Regions from separate parts of the Mus musculus genome. Here region 2 is linked to region 1. Evidence: chromatin contacts called from public HiChIP or PLAC-seq data. All regions are on one chromosome and are shown on one strand. The core of a region is the stretch at or near the end of the contact, and the rest is flanking DNA. Distances in the headings are between cores, read along the strand shown. Region 1 has its middle 44 kb from the start of Gm24940. Region 2 overlaps Kifap3 (kinesin-associated protein 3).

What was found. HiChIP or PLAC-seq counts read pairs in DNA pulled down with a chosen protein or histone mark.
Region 2: an H3K4me3 HiChIP or PLAC-seq map of embryonic limb bud shows a contact between it and region 1, with 5 times the contacts expected there. The contact joins two enhancer-like sites. A contact is called at or near these places in 3 of 115 datasets of contacts at active chromatin or transcription factors (the NIH/3T3 cell line, craniofacial prominence and embryonic limb bud) and 1 of 9 other capture datasets (embryonic tail).

What each region holds. Positions count from the first base shown.
Region 1 is chr1:163,356,185-163,360,659 of GRCm38.p6, reverse strand. No RefSeq gene overlaps it. Among named protein-coding and RNA genes, the nearest start is that of Gm24940, 44 kb to the left of the region's middle. Within about 2 kb of position 2,304, at least 25 of the 459 cell types and tissues checked have an H3K27ac peak or open chromatin away from gene starts, as enhancers often do. A contact at or near this core is called in embryonic limb bud, where this site is marked.
Region 2 is chr1:163,841,770-163,846,244 of GRCm38.p6, reverse strand. All of the region lies in intron 10 of Kifap3 (kinesin-associated protein 3), which reads right to left. Among named protein-coding and RNA genes, the nearest start is that of Kifap3, 64 kb to the right of the region's middle. Within about 2 kb of position 2,039, at least 13 of the 459 cell types and tissues checked have an H3K27ac peak or open chromatin away from gene starts, as enhancers often do. A contact at or near this core is called in embryonic limb bud, where this site is marked.

The sequences.
Region 1 (4,475 bases), core at 1,055-3,554:
GGCATTGGGTTTTTCTTTTTCTTTTTCTTTTCTTTCTTTCTCCCTTCCTTCCTTCCTTTCTTTGGGCTGAATGTCTCTTTCTTTTGACTTTCATTTGCAAGTTTTAAAGTAATAAAGTTTTTAAAAATGCACAAAATGTATTGTTAAATCATGTTGTAATAATGTGTCCTCAGTGTAATATAGTAATACGTGTATGGACACACACTTAAAAACCACCAACAAAAACCCAGTTAGGCCAGATTTCCTCTTCTGACTTGAGTTATTTGATATATTATTTCAGAATCACTCATCAGTAAGGCAAATAGCTCCTTCAAGAATAAAACTATAAAAATATACAATTTCTCTTTGTGGATCTAAATAATTTTCCTCCTGTTAGTTGAGATACTGCAACTGTGGTTTTAGTTATGTGCAGAGTAAAGGCAATGTTCTGGTCCAGAATGGTCTCTCTGTTGTCTTAGTAACCACGTAGATGCTACAGAATAGTTAGTTAATGGATTCACAAAAGAGAGTCCAGCTTTAATGTCCAAATTATAATTAACATTTTAGCAGAAAAAATTTTTATCCAAAAATGTTATTAATGATCTTAAGTGAATTAGTCTAAAATCTAAGGTGATGAGGATAAATATTTTGTGTTTAGTAGTTTAATTCATTTAGCAAGGGAGTTATCTTGATTTATATTAATTAAGAAATGGAGGGTTGAGGAAATGTATTTACAATGGAGAACAACACATGGTTGATGTTTTTAAATGGATTTTTAATGACTTCTGAAATGTTTTCTAAATTGTGGGAAAGAAATGTTTAAACTGTTTGATGGAAGTTGATTTTTAAAGGTACATAGTATACTTCACATAGACCTTTCCTTTGAGCCTAACACCCTCAGAAACACTCCTGCTATGAGATCTGTTCATAAACTGCAGACCCACAGAGACAGACTTGTCATACCCAATCTTCTTGTTGAAGAAGTTCATTTTGCTGGCACAAGTCCCCTTGTTCTCTTAGTGTGTGTGTGTCCGTGCATGCGTGTGTATGCGTGTGTGTGTGTGTGTGTGTGTGTGTGTGTGTGAATACTTTGTAGATTATACATATGCTAGGTAACATTCATTTCTAAGATATTAAATGTAATTTTAGCCATTCTTAGGTTGTAAACTATCAGTATTTCAAGTCAGGGCTTTTAAATTTTCTGTACAAAGAACTATGCATGTGTAAATAAAATTGGGATGATATAGAAATATCAAGTTATAAATCACAACATTTGCAAAAGACACTTGAAATGGGCATTGAGAAACCAAACAGTCAAATAACAATGGAAAACCTTTGAACTTGCCCAGATTAGTATAAGGTTCTCAGACCCAAGTTTCATGTTTTCATTTTAATAGCAGTAAGCTACTTTGTTTATGTACATTCACTTTAAAACTCGATTTAAAAAGCATGGCACACATCGTATTTACGCACATGTTTACCACATATTTAAAGACAGATTCTAATGAGGCATGGCTATAAATACATAAAGGTCTGCGTGTCAACACTATTCCATTATAGAAAATATTTTCCTTCCTCCACTTCATTTCTAAAAATATGGAATGTTTGGAGAGGGCAGAGAGTGAAAGAGAAGTGCGTTGAATACTGTATACAGACATTGAAGGCAATTAATTGGCTTTCTTTCTTTCCCTATTTCTCCGTTAAGAACAAAAATAAATACATTGGTGTAGTGGTTAAACTACACAAAGCGCCAAGATGTAGGACAGGGCATTTCTACAGCATAGGGGTACTGTTCCCTCGGCCCTCCTCCACTATGAAATTCTCAGAACATTTGCTGGGTAAAATCAACTTTTGAAAGCCTAGTTGTCAAAACCTCAACATTTAGAGCTGCAAATTAAAGTGATTGCAAACAAAATATTTTTATAGGGGGGAAAAACATATACAGTCAAAAGTCAGAAAGAAGGGAGAGAGGGAGGGAAGGAGGGATGAAGAAAGGAAAGGGGGAGAGAGAGAGAGAGAGAATATGCTTGGGGGAGAAAAGAAAAGAGGAGAGAAGGGGAGAGAGAAGATAGAGTATATATAAAAGCAAAAAAAGCAAGTTTAAAGAATCTGATAAAACAATCAGATATAAACTTAAAATATGGAAGCAGAGTAAACATTACAGATGATGGCCTCAGCGAACCCCAATTCTGCAGGCTTTAGGCTGCCACACGAAGCATATTTTTCAAGAAAATTGGTTGCAGCCGTTGCGCCTTCCAGATTGTAGTGGCAGTGTGCAGAGACGACGCAGGTCTGAGTGATTCTCCCAAGAGCTGTGCTCTCTACCTTTGCAGGACTGGCTGGTTCCTCCTCCTAACCATATGGAATCCATCTCACTCAAGGACCTAGCCTGCTGGAGGGGTTTGGGGGGAAGCTAGGGGCTGCTGCTGGCATGCCACAGGAAAGTTTTATTTCCAATTGATTGGTTACAAATCAGATAAATATCGCTTCTAATGAAAGCAGCTTTGAACCACTGGAAATGTTATCTATAGGAGTCTGGGGTTTATCAGAAGTCAAATGTAGCTTTAATCACATCAACATGCTAATTACAGGCAAACAATAAAAGCTTTAAGAAATGATTGTGTGGGTTTTATTGCTATTGACAGTCGCTGGGGTATATTTATTTCGGGAGGTAATTGTCTGAAGACTTTCTCCAGAAAGACTTGTTTGTATAATTAAGCGCATGTTGGGCAAGCTTATCTGCCCATCGGCTTCTGCAAGTTATAGCTCCCTCAGAACACAGGAGCAATTACATGAGGAGACTCAGGGAGACGGCTTTTCAGTAGTTCATCCGTGAGGGCTAAAAAGTTAAATTAAATTAAAAGTGCTAATGTTCTCTGAAAGCACAGAATGTATTAGAATGAGAAATCAGGTTAGTTGCCAGAAGTTAACTAATAAAGCAATAAAGGTAAATAGAACGTTCCATGGTCAGTAATGTAAGAATATGGAAAAAATCTAAACCAGCTCAAACAGTTTCATTTCAGTGGACACCATCGGGGAGTGGGAGAGGAGGGAATTTTCTTCTTGGTGTATACAAGATCATTTAACAGGGTTGCACAACCCAAATCTGAAAATGTATATGAAGAGGAGACAAAATAGAAAACCGGGATACAGTGCACAGCTATGTATGTGGCAGCCTCTCTGGGTCTTTTGCTTTATTGTGGGTTTAGTTTTGTAACTCTCATAAATGGCCTTTAAGAGTTTCTAAAGCTAAGTGTGGTGGCTGTAATCCCAGCACTTGGGAGGGTGAGCCATGGGTGGGGGGAAGGGGAGGAGGGGATTGCTTGAGTTTGCTACCAGCCTGGGCTACATAGTGAGTTCCAGGCTATCTTCAGAAAATAATTGGGGTCCTAAAAGTTTGATAGGACCATCACTGGGCAATACTTGAATTCCTTTTCCATCCAAATAAACAGCACAGAGGAAATGGCTGTGCTTTGGGCATTGTTTTTAAATGTCCACTTAAATGCTGAAATCTATATCTGTATCTATAGATATAGTTATAGATATATGATTTTTTTCTATTTGGCTGCATTTTGATTGGACCAGAGAAAGAAAGGCCAACCTTTCAAACTATAAACTATTTTTTTTTTGTGTGCCATAAAGGATCATTGAACTGAAAAAAAAAAAACGTGGGGAACCCAATTTTTAAAAAACAATATACTGAAAGGTGTTGAACTGGATTTAATTCTTTCCATTCACAAATATTGGCCTCTGTTCAGTTTCCATTTAATTCAAACCAATTAAAAATGTGGCAAATCCTTGATCAATTTTTTTTTAACCTTTAAACAGGGTCAGTATTGAAGTTGTTGTCACATTTTAATGGGTTCAGGCTCAGTTTATTCAAGAGACAATCACGTTTGCTTTTAAAAGCCCTATAAAACCCAAGAGCTTTTAACCTTTTGGATGCATTAATAAAATGCTAATGACATCATAGCCAAGACCACATTTGGAGGTCTCCAAAACTCCAAATGACTGTTGTGGAAAGAAAACAGAATTTTAATCAAATGATCCGTTATTTTAATGGCCACTTACAAAACAGGAGATTTATTGAGAGGCATAAAGTTTGTTTGCACGAATGAAGGCAAAGCTCTTAAGAATTACCTTCCCCTGGATTTTCCCTCCCAGTGTTTTTTTGCAACATAATACTACTAAATATTTGTGAATTGTGACTCAAGTCTACAGTCTTATTTCTCACCGAATATAAAAGGAAGGCTAGGGAGAGAGAAAAAACTGGTGCCAATTTGTCTGCCCAGACTCTGATTTTTGGATAGAGATTCTTTTTTTTTTTTTCCAGAGAAGGATTTGGTGGGAATGTTTCTCCCTTCAGGGTGAGATATCTGATATCCATCCTGAGACCAGTCATAAGGCCATACTTTCAAGCAAAACTGTGCAAGCGGGGGTAAGGGGGCGGGGGGAATGTTAAGTCTTTGGGTAAAATTCTCATGTAATTTACAGCA
Region 2 (4,475 bases), core at 790-3,289, 490 kb before region 1:
TCTTCCAGTCATTTTCTACAGGAATCATGGGGTGGATGGTATGATTTTTCTCATCAGGACTCATGAGCCATAAATCCCACCTAAACCACTACAGTTTTATATATACTCTTCATGGCAGGGCTTTTAAATGAGCACTCCTTTTAGAGTTATTTATAGTAACTTTCCCTAATGGCATCCCAAGAAAAAACCAGGCTGCCAGCCATTGGTATGTGGGCATTGGTAAGGTCTGTGCATTTTGAGCAGAGCAGTGGACAGATGGACTATTTTGAGAAGTATGTCTTAATAACTGATGTGAATTAGTCAAATCTGTTTAAGCAATAAGGGCAGGGTTGAAAAAAACAGCCCACTCATTATGATTCCTTTGGTATTTATGGCAATAAACATGAATCATGATGAACTCACTGGCTATTAAATGCAGAGGTCTAAGCACTTTGATAGGATTTCCACAGGACTTCACCGTTAACTAGCTGGGTCATTATTCCAATGTGTTACTGAATTATCTTAGCATTTGTGCAGCCGTTCTCCCCAAAATTGGCCATTCCCAGCTGAGGGCAGTTAATACCTTAACAAACTGGTCATTAACTCCGATAACTGATTTTGTGGGAATTATTGCACATATAAAGTACATTCAAGAGTTTATATGAAGTCTTGTCCTCCTTTTCTTTTAAAAGAAATTTACAGCTATAGTTCAGCTGGAGCAGCTAAAGCAGGAAGAAAAATCAGTTTTCTGGGCTGCTCTTATACTTGGTTTTCCAAGCAAGAGGCAAAACACATGCTGATCAGTTCTGAGTTTTAAAATGTTCTTATTTCTTTCATCTCTAAAGTGATCAGGAGAAACGTCACTCGGCCATTAATTTTATAAGACTCTGGAGATTTTCCAATCACAGATCACTCAAACAGAAATGTGAATTTTGAACATTAGAATATAAAGTCAAAGTTCTGTTCTTGCTCCATTTCCCAGCTGAACACTAGATCACAGTGAACGCCCACACGATGAGCCACATTATTAGCCTGATTCTCCTTCCCTTCTACACCCCATGTCCTCGTAGTTAAAGTGGAACACTCCAAGCGCGCCTCTACTAGAACAGTGCAGCACCGAGGTGATACATCACCCGAGTTCGCTCTGAGAATACAGCACGCTACAACTATCATGTCTAAGTCTAATATAGAATTAGAGCTCTTAATGCCGATTAATAATATAGTATGAAGAGTATGCCACAGGTTAAACCAACCTCTCAAAATTTATCTGCAGCAATTATTGAATACAAATATCTTCTATATCAAAATGTACTAAAATGAATTTAAGATTATTATTGAAAATTATTTATCTGGTGGTAGGGATTGAAACTAGAGCCCCGGGCATGCTTGATAAGCACTTTACCAACGAGCTACATCTTCAGTCCTAGAACATCTTTAGTAGATACTTCCATATAATTTTATGCATAGTTCATTACAGCAAATATATACGAATTACTATTTAAGTAGGTTACAGTGGAATTTGGACAGTCCAATTTTCAAGACTGTAGTTCTAGTGGGTGGTCTTTGTTTTGTAATAGACTTACTGACAGCAGCACCTAGATGAGGAACTGAAATGATCAATACAACAACTGAAAAGCAAGAGTTAAGTGGGAAAACGGAAAGCACCTATAGGTTACGATGGTCAGCACAAACCAAGCTTAACATATCAAAATGAGAAATAAAATTGGCAAATCTACCATTATGCTAAAAATCAATTTAAGCTAATTTTATACTAATTATTCCAAGGACTCTAATATTCAAAAAGTAATCTAATATTCAAAACAGACAAAGTTTCATTCTTTTAAATATATTTTCAACCTGTCTTCAATTAGTTTATTACCTTGTTTGTAATTTTTTATTATGTCCAGAGAATACTGTTGCAACTTGTTTGTCATTATCTGGCTCACTTCAGATACAAATGATAAAGACCAAAATAAATCCCTTTAAAAGAACCACTTTCTAGCTCAGAGTGGAAACCAGCCACTTAATGTGCCAAATTTCACCATGGAGCATGGAGACAGCCCAGGCAACATTCACACACACAGTATTGGAACCAGCTGGTGGTACAAGAATCTTAGGAAAAAAAAAGGCTCCTTGATTTAATTGGGAAAACAGGAGGAAGCATAAATTTTACTGCCATTAATAACTTCAAGCATCTTGATATGGTTGTACCTCAGCCTGACTGAGACATGTGCTTTCTGTTAAAGTGTTTGCCACATCTGACCCTATTGTTTGCTCACTTGATCAGGTAAGAAAATGTAGGTTTATTCACAGGATAAATGAGGCTATTCAGTTTGAACAATGCAGTCTATGGGAAGTTGCCTTTTGAAGCAGATGTGTGAAATTTCCTAACAGTTTGGTAATAACCAGGCAAAACCAACTTACTCTAAAAGAATGAACTTATTTTCTTAAAGGAAACTACCATAAGAGCAAACTAATTTCAGATAACTGGATGGGAAAACAATAATCTGACCATTTCCAGTTTTTAATAAGCGAATCTAAAAAGCCCACTTCCAAAGCACTTTTTCTCTTTTACAAAAGAGATACATTTTATTCATTCATTTATGATGTTGTTGGTAAACTGAAAATTATAGACACACACACACACACACACACACACACACACACACACCTTGTATAAATTTAACCTGGTGGGAGAACTTCAAAGATGGTTAGAAAATAATTTTGTCAGCTTTTTAAAGAATGGTCATAAGAAATAACCATATATATATGTGTGTATAGTCACAATTTACAGTCCAACAATACCTTCTGGTGGTCGCCAACAATAAGTGCAGTCAGCTTTGTCTAAACCAGAAAACCCAAACTCCTGAGCTGGATGAAGCCCTACGGGTTAGGAACCCCTGGGAGTACCAGCCTGCCACAAAGACTGCCCTAACAGCACAGCACTCTCACTGAGAGCGTGCAACTGGTTCAATGCACGCTTTGGAACCTAGAGAGCCCAATAACGTTAGTGCATGCACAGACCAACCAAAGAAATTATGACCTGGCTATACACTTTAAACTGCAAAACGAAGGTTTCTGCTGATAGAAGTTTGATTCAAGATTTAAATTATGGAGAAGAAAAGAGAGAGAGGCCAAACAGTAATTTTTCCTGGGTGCAATGGCATATCCTGTGATCTAATACTTAGAGGTCTGAGGCTAGGTTAGCCTATGCAGAAAGCAAGACCACATCTTTAAAAAGAAGAAAACAAGTAAGAAAAAGAAAAAAATACAAATATATGTAAAGTTAAATACGAAAAGCTTCATGCAAATAGTATTGAGAGCCACACCTGAATCAGAGAGTGTGACTCTGAAGGTTACAGGAGAAATGAATGAGTTAATTTTTAAAGTTAATTTACATATAGGTTCATAAATTGTATATTAAAATGCTTAATACAGGCTAATCTCAAATTATGTAAAATATAAATCCGATTTTTAAATTTTAAGAAACATTCTAATTTTTGCTTGTAAATGGATTAAATAGTTATCCTAGGACATTAATTACTTATTTAACGTTTATATATTTATTTTCAGTATTCATTTTTAATATGTGTATCTGTGTCTGTGGGGCTGTATGCACAAGAGTGCAGGTGCCTTGAGACAGAGGCATCAGAGTTCCTGGAGCTGGTGTTACAGGATATGTCAGCCACCTGATACAGGTATTAGGAATGGAACTTGGGTTCTCTGCAAGAGCAGTATGTGCTCTTAACCACTGAGCCTTTTGCATACTTTTATTTGGCCAAGTCTGGAATAACCGGCTTGTTTTATAGATTTGAGTAGTGCTCTTAAACTACCTACAGGGGGCAGACTGTGCTTTTATTTCCCTCCCAAAGTGTTAAGGACCAACGCTTTAGTAAAGAATAATAAAAATAAAATTTTTTTAAAAGGGCACACAAATAAATGTAAAATAGTTTATACATTCAGGACACCATATTTCTTTGGGGGAAACTTCTGCATATGTACTTTCAATTTCTGAGCTTATTCATTAAATACTACTAGTAACAGGTTAAACCAAGCACTGTTCAGTGGGCCACACTTGGACTATGACTCCTGTCCTTACACAATACATTAACGGAAGTGAATTTAGTGAAATATATGGGTAAGATTGAGGTACTACTGTGATGCTAAGGAAGGTAAAATAGATGACGCAGATGGGTGTGGTGCTACCACATGTCACTGTGCTACCACCACCATCTCTCTCCTTTCTTCATCTTTATCACAATGAACATTTGTAGGACTTTTTAATTACAGAATCAATATATAATACTTCTCACATCAGCTAGTCTAAATGTTTTTGGATAGGTCCTAGTTTATTTCCTTACTTTCTAAACAGGATGACAGGATGTGTGAACATGGAGCAGACCTCCCTACCCGTGTCCTCTCCTCCATTTCCCATCTAACCACGCACCGAATACTGACAGTCTACAAAGCACCCGATCATGTTCTAGGTCCTGCGA